2 separate regions of the Pan troglodytes genome follow, and region 2 is linked to region 1. The links are chromatin contacts, called in public Hi-C maps. All regions are on one chromosome and are shown on one strand. The core of a region is the stretch at or near the end of the contact, and the rest is flanking DNA. Distances in the headings are between cores, read along the strand shown. Region 1 holds the start of WNT10A (Wnt family member 10A). Region 2 holds the start of IHH (Indian hedgehog signaling molecule).

Region 1 (5,479 bases), core at 1,548-4,047:
GAGTTGACAGGACTACCAGGCCTGCTGGCAGGAGCCACTGCACACAGGCACACACACACCCAGCCCTCTGATTCAGAGAGGGTTTTCCAGAGGCAGCAGGGATGACACACAGGCTGGTGGTGTCCCCCGCCGGGAAGAGCTTCTGCAGAAGGGCAGACTTTTTACCTGTCCAGGCTGCCTCCATCTGCATGATTAGGCCAAGTCCTCAACCCCTCCTCATGCTGATTCTGGGTTCTTCCTCACGGGTTCCCCATCCTAAATGTGGTTTACTAAGTAGAGGGTAAGTAGAGGCAAGCGACAGGTACAGATATTTCCTGGGTTTGAGATATGCAGTGTCAGTGATAGGGCAGGATGACCCAGGAGTCCAGTTCTCAGGCATGGAACCTGCCACCCTCAGCCTACACAGCCCAGTCTGGAGACACATTTGCCCAATTTCTCTGCCCCCATGGCCTGAGATCAGAAAGAGGAAGGAGAGCAGCAGGGCCAACAGATGGGCGTGTGGCGATGGGAGGATGCCAGCTTGAGGCAGTGGGTTAGAAATGGCTGGGAATAGATTCTGAGGTGGAGATGCTGGATGGGGCAGGCAGGGGCAGGGGTGAGGGGCAGCTACCTCTGCTGAAGATGGGACTCTCATAGGGGATCTTGTTGCGAGTCTCCAGGCTTGAGCAGTTCCAGCGCTGGTCCCTGAATTGGTGTTGGCATTCGTGGATGGCGATCTGGATGCCCTGTATGGCTGAGGCTGCCACATCAGGGTGACGCACACACACCTCCATCTGCCGCCGGCTCAGGCCTGGCAATGTTAGGCACACTGTGTTGGCATTGAGCACGGGCTCCGGGGGAAGGCGGAGGTCCAGTATGTCATTGGGTGCTGACCTGCAGACATATAGGGTGGAGTGGGTACGTGTTTTGGGGGGACCAGGAGAGCCCCATCTAACAACACACACTCTGTCCCAAAGGCCATAATCACTCCCTCTTCCAACCTCTGCTTCTGAAGGTTGGGCCCATCAGTACACTCCTACACATTCCTCTCTCCTTGACCTCCTCACAATCATCCTGCCCAATGCAACTCACTCAGCTAGCTGCACACCCACACAGGTAAACGTGCAAATGCACACACATCCACCATGCTTGTGGCCACAGTATTTCCTATGCACATCCCCAGGAATAGATGCCCATACACACATGGTTCCCCAGGAGCCCACTCCCGCAGATATGTTTCAGTCACATTCACATAGACACACTTCTGCACACATTGTGGTGGACACACAAACCCAACCCCAGCACACTTACGCACATGCACACTTCATCAGACATAGTTACAGACACACACACAAAGACACTCCCATTTACACCTGTGTTCATCTTAACATACATTGACCCATGAGCTCTCACATGCACACATGGGCACACATACAAACTGCTGTTTACCAACACAGTTTGCTGGGATCCTGGGCTCGATTGAACACACACACACGCGCGTGCACACACACACACACACAGCTCTTGCAGCTGCAGTCTCTCACTGACCCCACCTGGGCTACCCCTTCCAGCCTCCCAACCCCTGCCCCTACCTGGGGCTGAGCTGCAGGAAGGAGTGAGGCAGCTTGTGCTTACTCCTGGGGTGGGGGTGCATTCCCCCAACAGGGCAGGAACTCCAGACTGGCACTTGCTCCCCCCCCACACACACCTCCCCTCCTAGTTGCCATCATGCTCCTGGGCACTGCCTTGTCTCCCTGGACTGCCCATATCCTGTCACCAGTCCAACCCCCTCCTATGAGGGAGCTCACTGCCTTTGGTTGGGCACCAGCACTTTCCTATGACCCTGTCCCTCCCTTCTTCCAGGGTCCTCTACCCCAGCAAGAGCATCAGAGGCCCCTGCGGGCCGGGGTCCCAACTCTCTAGGAGGGCGGAGCATGAGGTGAGGGCTCACCTGGGCATGGCAGCAGCCAGCAGCAGTAGGAAGAACAGGAGCACCCAGAGCGCTGGCCGCGGCTGGGGCTGGGGTCGGAGCCGCAGCCAGGGGCGAGGGTGGGCGCTGCCCATGGCGCGCAGGCCCTGACGGGCTGGGAGTTGGGGGCTCACAGCCCAGTGGGACTGGAGAGCCAGGGGCGCCGGCGCATGATCGGCGGGGGGTCGGGGCGGCTGCGACACACAGCTCCGACTCGGGTCAGGGCTCCCGGAGCAGACGGCGCCCGCCTCCCCGCTCCATGGGGCAGCACCCCCGGGCACCGCCCTCGGGGGGGGCGGGGGGTGAAGAGCGGGCGAACCGGGCACCTCCTGGCACAGGGGTCCGGGGAATTTCCCGAGGCCCCCCCGCGACAACTCCCGGTGCCTCTCAAGGGTAAGGGGGGCCCGGAGGTGCAGCGGGCTGGGGACGGGAGGCTGGGGTGCCGGGGAACCCTCCAGCGCAGCGCCGGGAGCCTGCGCTTCCGAGGGCGTGCGAGGCTGGCTGGCGGGGGCGGCTCTGTCTGTGTCGGGCCCCACTGCCTGTAGAGTAAGTGACTGTCCCGGCTCGGGGAGCTCTGCCGCCTTCCCTTTCCTCCCCCCACCCCCACCCCCCCATTTAGTGTCTCAGGGCTCTACCCCACGTGACGTCACGCGGCGGGGCGTGGAGGCGTGTACGAGTCCCGAGGCCACTGCGTCCGCTGGGGACTGGGGGTGGGAGCGTCCCTGCTGAGGGCAACAGAGGGAAAGGTGTTGGGGTCTGTGCGCGCGTGCACAGGAAGATGCCTGTGTGTGGAGCGCGCTGGGTTGTGTGGGGGATATGTGTTACCGCGAGGTGTGTGTGCCTGGCAGAGACGCAGCTGCTGGGGAGCGCCCCCATCCCACCCCAACACACACACCTGCAGGGGCTGGAGGGGAGGGGCTGGCCTCTGTGTTTCGCCTCCTCCGCCAGAGGAGGGACTTCCCCCAGGCCTGCCTGGTGTGAGGCAGGTGTGGGCTCCTGCAGAGGAGTTTGGCAGCCTCTGGCTTCTTCTCCCCTTTGCTGTGTGACCTTAAACAGGTGCCTCCTGCTCCTGCTCACGGAGACCTCCTCTGCCCCTTTGCGGAATGCGGCTCATGGGGACCACCTTGTCTCCTCAGTGAGCCCGGGGAGGCAGCAGTGTCAGGCCCCCAGAAAATGCTTGCGTAGGAGCGCCCGGGGTGGCACGCCCTGGGAGGAGGCGTTAGAGAGACTTTTAACCCTAGAAGTGGCCGTTGAGATAGTTTATTTAGCTCCCCTTTATTTCACAAGAAAATATCGAGGCTCAAAGAGGTCACACAGCAAATTAGCGGAAGAGCGAGAACCGAACGCAGCTCTTCTGACTCCCAGCGCAGCAGCTGCCGCCCCAACACTGAGTGTTGCCTGCCTGTGCCCGCAGATACTCCCAGTCTTGTCCTGGCCCTCCCTGGCCCCACCTGCACATGGTCCTCTAGGAGCTGCCTAATACCAGCCTCCTGGCTCAGGTCTACTTCTCGCTGAGATCTTCCTGTCCCTCCACCCCAACTGAACACTGGGCCCCTCCTCGATATAGTGCAAGTGTGCTGGGCCCAAGCAAGGGCCTGAGAGCCAGAGGGCGGGGAAAGGCAGCTCTGCCGTCTGTTTCTGGTGCTAGCCTGGGCCCTGATAGTGGATCATGCTCCTGCCCTGTGCCCTCGGCATCCTCCTCTGTAAAATGGGCACAAGCCTTTACACAAACATGCCCCTCTCTCTGAAGAGAGCCCCTGCTGGCTTAGGAACAAAACTATGGGAGCCTCTGGGCTCAGAGACAAAAAAGGCCCATTCCTGGAATTGCCCATCCCTGGGGAACTGAAGGAGGGGGTGGGGCCCTCCTTGTCCCCAGACTGTCAGGTGGTGGGGGCGGCCTGAGCAACAGCAGGCTGACGGCATACTCCCCCCTCCTTTCCCCCTCATCTCTGCCGGCAGCCACCGCAGCTGTCAGGAATTAAGGGCTTGAGGCTGCTGGGGGTGGGGGTGGGGCAGTTGGGGGGGGAGCAGTCTGGCTGGACTGCAGGAAAACAGCCAGGGGCAGCAAGCAGACTGCGTCAGCTAGAGCCTTATTTGACCCCAACTGCCCCCTGCCCTCCCCACTCTCCCTACCATGCTGCAGAAACGGGGACAGCTTGGGACTAGCATTTGGGAAGGGTAAGCGGTAAGGGTAAGGGTGGGACCAGACTCAAGACAGGAGACAGGCACCAGCCCAGGATGAGAGAGGACACCAGCAAGCTGGAAAGTCATGTTCTTATTGGCTGTTGTGGAAACTGAGGCCCAGAAAGAATTAGGAACGTGACACAGGGAAGGGACTCATAATCAGCTTACAGATGTCCTTATTCCCCATCATGCGCTCACACTAGCATTTCCCACACTTGATGCAGCACAAGTATCCCCTGGGGTGGGCCATTGTGGGAATGCAGATTCCAGGCCCCATGAAGTTGAATCAGCCTTTCCAGGGAAAGGCCTGGGTGTCTGTCTTTCTAGCTAGCATCCCCAGTGATTCTGGTGGGGACTCCTTTTGGGAAACGCTGCTGACCTGGTTGAGGAGCTGATTTAGTTTCCTTTGGCATCTCTCTGATGAGGGGGTCTCTTTGCTTCCCCACCTCCACTGTCTGTGAAATACAGAGGTGCAAAGGAGACAGAGAAAACCCTTTCTTAAAAAAAAAAAAACAAAAAAAAACAAAAAAACCTCAGGAGGCAAATAGTGATACTGAGGCTTGCACTCAGGCGTGGCTCTGCCCTGGTGTCAGGAGGGTCTAGGAGTGCCCAAGTCAGAGCACTTCTCAATGAAGGGAGGGGAGAGTCTGTGTCGGTCCAGAGCCTTGGCATGTATGTAGGTGAGGCCCAGAGACTGTCTGCCCCTGGGGTCCCAGCCCCAAATGACCCACACCATGGCCAAGCCCCTATCAGCACCCCCTAGTCCCCACCCTGGCCCTGCCCTGGGCCCTGGCCCTCAGCCCAGCCCCAGCCCCCGCAGCCGCCGCCTAAGACCACAATTACAGGGGCCACTGGGGGGCGGGGGAGCACTGGGGATGAAAGGCAGCTTGGAGAATGGTTCCAGCTGTGGCAGCTCTGGAGAAGGTCACAGGGAGGAAGGGCCGGGGAAGCATGGGGGTGAGAACAGGTGGGACCCTCACGGCCCCAGCCTAGCCCAGTCCAGCCCCAGCCCAGTCCTGGTGCCCAGCTGGAGAAGTTTGTCTTGCTGAAGAAGAACGCCAAGGAGCCACAGACCAATAAGGAGGCTCTTCATCCCATTGTCCAGGCCTCAGGGGCCACCAACCCTCAGCAAGGTAAGGGGGAATGGCTTGCTGCTGCAGTCTCCCCAAACTCCCAATGTGTTTGGTCATTGAAAGGGAAGGGAAATGTTCCCCGAGCCCGTGGCCTCAGGCTGATCCTAGGCCTTCCACTCGGCCTCCTCACCCATCTGCCTGTGTTCCGCCTGTTCCTGATGTGGTCACACACACATCTGGGGTGCCTCTGTGCACTTCCCCCATCTCCCCAGTT
Region 2 (5,444 bases), core at 504-3,003, 180 kb before region 1:
ATAGTTCTTGAGCCCTGGAAAACACAAGTTAGAGCACTTGGAAAGCTTTCAGGGAAAAGAAGCAACATTCATCTTTGACTAGGAAACAGAATCTGAATGCTAATGCAAGAAAGAACATGCGGGGTGGGGAGAAGGTGCGGGCAAAGGGGAGGAAAGGAGGCGATCCATTTTGTTTCCACATTGCAGGCACCGCTCCACTCCTAGTGGAGCAATCCTAAATTTCTTTCTGTGGGCCTCAGTTTCCTTTTCTATAATATCAAGCGCTTAGATTAAGCACTCTCTTGAGTCTCATCCAATCCTGAATTTGTGTTTATAAAACTGATCCAGAGAGTGTGAGTAAATCTGTGAACAGCTACTTCAGCCCGAACCCAGTGGTGTTGAGTGGACTGGTCCTGCACAGAGGGACAATGCACCTGCATGGGCGAAAACGGGCTGGGCCAGAGTCATGGGCTTCAATCCCTGCTTTTCAGCCACTAGCAAGTTGTTCATCTTCTCTGAACTTCAATATCTTCATTTGTAAAATGTGGACAGTAATAGCTCCTTTGGCCGTTTCGAGTTTAAATTAGATAATGCAAGTAGAAGACATAGTACAATAATATCTAATAACTACCATGTTCAGGAATGTAAGTACCAATAAAATGGTACCTATTGTATTAATAGCATTTGAGTGAGAATTTTTAAGTCTTTTTATTTCTCATCTTTTCATTTCTACCTTTATTGGATTTGTAGAATCTATTACAGTCAAATCATATAGTTTGGTGTTGTGGTGGTGATGTTTTTTGTTTGCTTTTTAACACACTTGCCTTTACTTGTTTTGGCAGAAGGGATCCTAATTCATTCAGCTTTCCCGAATGTCATATAAAAACACATAACACATGTTCACGTTCCTAGTTGTTTCTACATATTCTCTGCTCTTTTAAATGTGTAATATAGAACCAAGTAATTATTTAGCAGTTCCGGTGGCTTTGCATCATTTTGGCATTCATACCAAGCCCCCGTTACTGAGATCTTTGCTGCCCCTCTTTAACATGGTCAGTCGGGGTTCCTCGGTATTCTGTTGACGTCACCATTTTAGCTACCCTTCTCTGCATATTGACCTATCCCTTTGCAACTTCATATTGTCACTTTCAACAGTGTTTCCAACTTAAAACCCCCTATTTGACTCTTCAAAAGGCTAGACTCCCCATCCCCAGTTTGACACGACAGGCAGGCTGTGGGATGTGCACCGGGTTGATACAGAACCCAGCTCCACCAAGCTGAAAGGGCGCGTCGCCCGGGCCAGGGTGGGGCACCAGGTTATGAGTGGCCTCCTGCCTTTTGGGTTTGCTTCCCCGCAGGGGACACCGTAGGCGGCTGTGCGGTCCGGCCACTGCCCCCCGCCCCTCGCGTCCGGCCGCGCCGTGGGTTGCGGTCTCCGTGGGGGTGGCAGCTCCTGTCCGGGAGGTTTGCGCCTGGCGGGGCACCCCAGAGCCGCGAAGAGCCGGTAGGCGAGGCCAGGGCGGGGTGGGGCGCGTCCAGGCGGGGAGGGCAAACTCGGGCAGCGCAGGGGGCGCAGAGGGCAGCGGGCGGGCGGACGCGCGGCGGAGGCGCGAGCGGGACGAGGGCTGGCTAGTGCCGGGGCCGCCCGCCCGAGGGGGAGGAGGCTGTGCTGCCCTTGCTACAGGTTCGCTGTCGAGCGCACAGGAGGCAGGGACATGGGTAGGGTGCGGTCTGCGCGGGGCCCGAGCCCGGATCTCTTCCATTTCCCCTCTCACTCGGCCCCGGGCTGCGCCGCAGACGGCAGCAGCTCCCGCTCCGCCCGAGCCGCCTGACCGCCGGGCCGGGGTGCTAACCGCGGGGCCCTGCAGCCCGCCGGCCCGGCCAGCCCAGCCCAGCCCGGCGGCCCGCAGCCCCGCCGCCCGCCGCCCCCCGCCGCCGCCGCGTTGCCAAAACAAACGGGCCGGCCTATTTATTGGCGGCCGGCGAGCCCGGCAGCTCAGAGTCGAGGCGCCGAGGGGGACAGCGCGCCGCCACCAGCTCGGGCCCTGGGCCCCCGCCCCGCACTTGAGTCCCGCCGGCCCTGGCCGCACCACGCCGCCCATGGCGCCCCCGCCTGGAGCCCCCCGGAGCCACCCGGACGCCTGAGCCCCCGCAGCGCTCCCGTCGACGCGCCTGCCCATCAGCCCACCAGGAGACCTCGCCCGCCGCTCCCCCGGGCTCCCCGGCCATGTCTCCCGCCCGGCTCCGGCCCCAACTGCACTTCTGCCTGCTCCTGTTGCTGCTGCTGGTGGTGCCGGCGGCATGGGGCTGCGGGCCGGGTCGGGTGGTGGGCAGCCGCCGGCGACCGCCACGCAAACTCGTGCCGCTCGCCTACAAGCAGTTCAGCCCCAATGTGCCCGAGAAGACCCTGGGCGCCAGCGGACGCTATGAAGGCAAGATCGCTCGCAGCTCCGAGCGCTTCAAGGAGCTCACCCCCAATTACAATCCAGACATCATCTTCAAGGACGAGGAGAACACAGGCGCCGACCGCCTCATGACCCAGGTGAGCGCGATCCGCCCTACCAGCGCGCCGCCACCGAAGCACGGCCACCTGCCCGGCCCTACCCACCCCCTGGCACATTTTCTCGACTGGCTGGCACGCTCCCTGGCACCTGCCCCTCTCGCCAAGCCCCGCTGCCTCCTGCCCAAGATGGGCTGGCCAGGGGTCCAGGCAGGAGTGTCGGCATCCCCAAGCCCGGAGGAGACTGCTAGAAGAGCTCCCCGCTGCCAAGCCCCACAGCCCAGCAGGTTGGCGGCGGCTCCTCTGCCCCAAAGTACTGGCAGCTCAGCCAGACGCTGCACCCGGAGGTACCTCTACCGGGCTGCCTCCTGCGCCTCCAGGACCCACGCAGTCCCTCCCGGCCTAACCTTCTGCACAGATGTGCCCCTTTCATTTTGAAACTTTTCGGCACCCCTGAGGCAAAGAATCTCTGGGTGCGTAGGGGCACCACGGCCTTTCCTCCCTGTGCGCTCTTGGTTCTACGGGCTGCCCCTTCCAGGAGCAGCGTCCCGGCTGGGTCTGGGGTTAAGAACAGCGAGGAAGAGTTGAATAGGGAGGCGGAGGTGGGAAAAGGAACCCGCCCAGCGAGCCCGCGTGTCTGTCCGGAGAGCTGAGGGGTGCTACTGCGGTGGAAGGGTGGGTTATTGGGGCCTTCAGGCTCTGGGACTGAGCTTAGGGGATTCCTGGGCTTGGTGGTGGGGACGGGAAGGAGTGGAAAAGACAGGCTGAGATGCCGAGGGAGGCAGGGACCAGGGCTGACGCTAGTCTCTGCATGCTGGAGTAGGACCCGCGCTCCACCCAAGCTTAGAGGCGCAAATTCCTTCCCAGAAGCCAGGTCCGTGAGGGGAGAGACCTTCACCCCCTTCCTTCGGGGTCTCCCAAGGCTTCCCCCTGAAAGCAGGCCCCTGGCTTTCTAGATCCGTTGGGAAGAGCAGCTAGACTCAGGGCCCTCAGCATGCACCCTGGCGCCGGGGCTGGCCGGCCAGTGTCGGGGCCGAAGGTTGGCTGGTGGCCGGGCCGGGCCGGGCGCCGAGGAATGCAGATAAGGATCCGGGCCACGGGCTGGGCAATCATTGACAGCGCACGCCCGGGCTCTGGACCCGAGAGGGGGCGGTGGCAGTGAGGGAGAGAGGCGGGGAACCAGGGCTGCAGGCGGGCATAGGTGCGGGGCTAGAAGCCTGACGGCAGGGTCTACGAAGGAGCAAGCGGAGCTCCCTCCCTGGGCAGTAAGCACCCCCAGCCAGGCTGTGCACCAGCGAGGACCTGCGAGGCCCTGGGCTGTAGCTGCTATTGGCTCCTGGGAAGGCTGAGTCCAAGGGTCTGTGAGGCCCGGGCTCTGCAGGGTGGGGGTAGGTTGAGACTTGGGCTGCCCACACTTGTTGGCGCCTCGAATCTCAGAGTCGAGGACTGGTGGAAGGGCCTTTCCCCTCAGACCAAGGCCCTGGCCCCAGCTTCTTCTTCTCAGAGTCAGCTGCACAGTCTCTTGGGCTCTCAGGACCCAGGCACACCAGGAGGCAGCAACCAAGGATGACCGCTTCGGTCCTTCCCCCAGGGCGCGGCTCTACCCCAACCTCACGTGAGGAGGATGGTGGAGCTGGCTCCCTGAGATCAGAAGCTTGGTTTATGGAGTTCCTTCCTACAGTATAGGGGCGGGGCACCGGTGCAGAGGTCCTGGAGGTCTGGGATTGTCAGCCCCTTTTGCGCCTTGCAGAGGAAGACGTTGCATGTGGCCCCTCATTGGGCGGCCCTGGCGCTAATCCGCCGGTTTCTGGTTCCCTGGCCCTGTCATCTCTGGCGGGGGTGTGGGCCGGTTTGGGATTATAAGAGAGTCCCGGCGGGAATCCTCGGTGGTGCTCGAGGGATCCAGGCAGGCCGGCGATTCCCCTCCAACACACCCCCTGAAGCTACCGAGACGCTCTGCACCTGCCGCGCCTCCAGAGCCTGTCGTCCCCAGGCCTCAGCCCTGAGGCTGCGGTGACACCTACTGGGCACCTCCGGCCTTGCACGCCTCGCAGGCCCGCCGCAGGCAGTCGGCTCCGCTGCCACTCCTCCCTCCCGGCCGCTGGCTGGCCCTCCTGCCTTGGAGGCACAGAGGGACTGGGCGCTGAAAGGTGTAGTCCTGTCTGTGGAGGGATGGATACCCGGAGCTGAAGACAGCACAGGAGAGAGGGGACCTCCACCTACCAGAGAAGGCGCCGCCAGGGCGCTTGCCTCCATGCCTCCTCCAGATTTGTGATACCGCCGTGCGGTCCAGATCCCCGGGGGCGGCTGTATGCTAGGGAGGGAGCACTTCAGGGCCCTCTGTTCCTAAGGGAGAGGGACAGCACCCTCCCGGGCTTCCAGCTCCCCTGGGTGTGGCGGGAGAGTTCTGGGCGAGGCTTCGCCTACACCTGCACCTCGGCAGGCTCCTCCGGCTGATTTCGCTCTGGTTGATTTCGCGCACATTCCTCTCCCAGCGCTGCAAGGACCGCCTGAACTCGCTGGCTATCTCGGTGATGAACCAGTGGCCCGGTGTGAAGCTGCGGGTGACCGAGGGCTGGGACGAGGACGGCCACCACTCAGAGGAGTCCCTGCATTATGAGGGCCGCGCGGTGGACATCACCACATCAGACCGCGACCGCAATAAGTATGGACTGCTGGCGCGCTTGGCAGTGGAGGCCGGCTTTGACTGGGTGTATTACGAGTCAAAGGCCCACGTGCATTGCTCCGTCAAGTCCGGTGAGCCGCCGCCGGGGGGCTGGGCCCGGGGCCGGGGCCGCAGGGCGTGGGCAGGAGGAGTAGTGCCGAGAAGGTGAAGAGGCCCGCCCGGGGATGGAGGCAGGGATCGGGGGAAGAGGACATCGGCGGCGCTCTCCAAGGCTGCTCCTGACCGTGACTGCCTGCTCATCCCATGCCTGGCAGTGTCATGGTAGGAGCCTAAGGAGAT

The links. A called contact is a pair of places that touch in the nucleus more often than the background predicts.
Region 2: a contact with region 1 is called in a Hi-C map of induced pluripotent stem cells, with 1.6 times the contacts expected there. The contact joins the promoter of IHH here to the promoter of WNT10A in region 1. A contact is called at or near these places in 2 of 7 Hi-C or Micro-C datasets (both in induced pluripotent stem cells) and 1 of 1 other capture datasets (stem cell-derived neural stem cells).

What each region holds. Positions count from the first base shown.
Region 1 is chr13:121,138,920-121,144,398 of NHGRI_mPanTro3-v2.0_pri, reverse strand. WNT10A (Wnt family member 10A) reads right to left here and starts at 2,797. Exons shown (of 4, transcript XM_516098.8): 1 at 1,931-2,797; 2 at 611-873. The coding sequence starts at 2,043.
Region 2 is chr13:121,318,781-121,324,224 of NHGRI_mPanTro3-v2.0_pri, reverse strand. IHH (Indian hedgehog signaling molecule) reads left to right here and starts at 1,753. Exons shown (of 3, transcript XM_526034.9): 1 at 1,753-2,521; 2 at 4,975-5,236. The coding sequence starts at 2,207.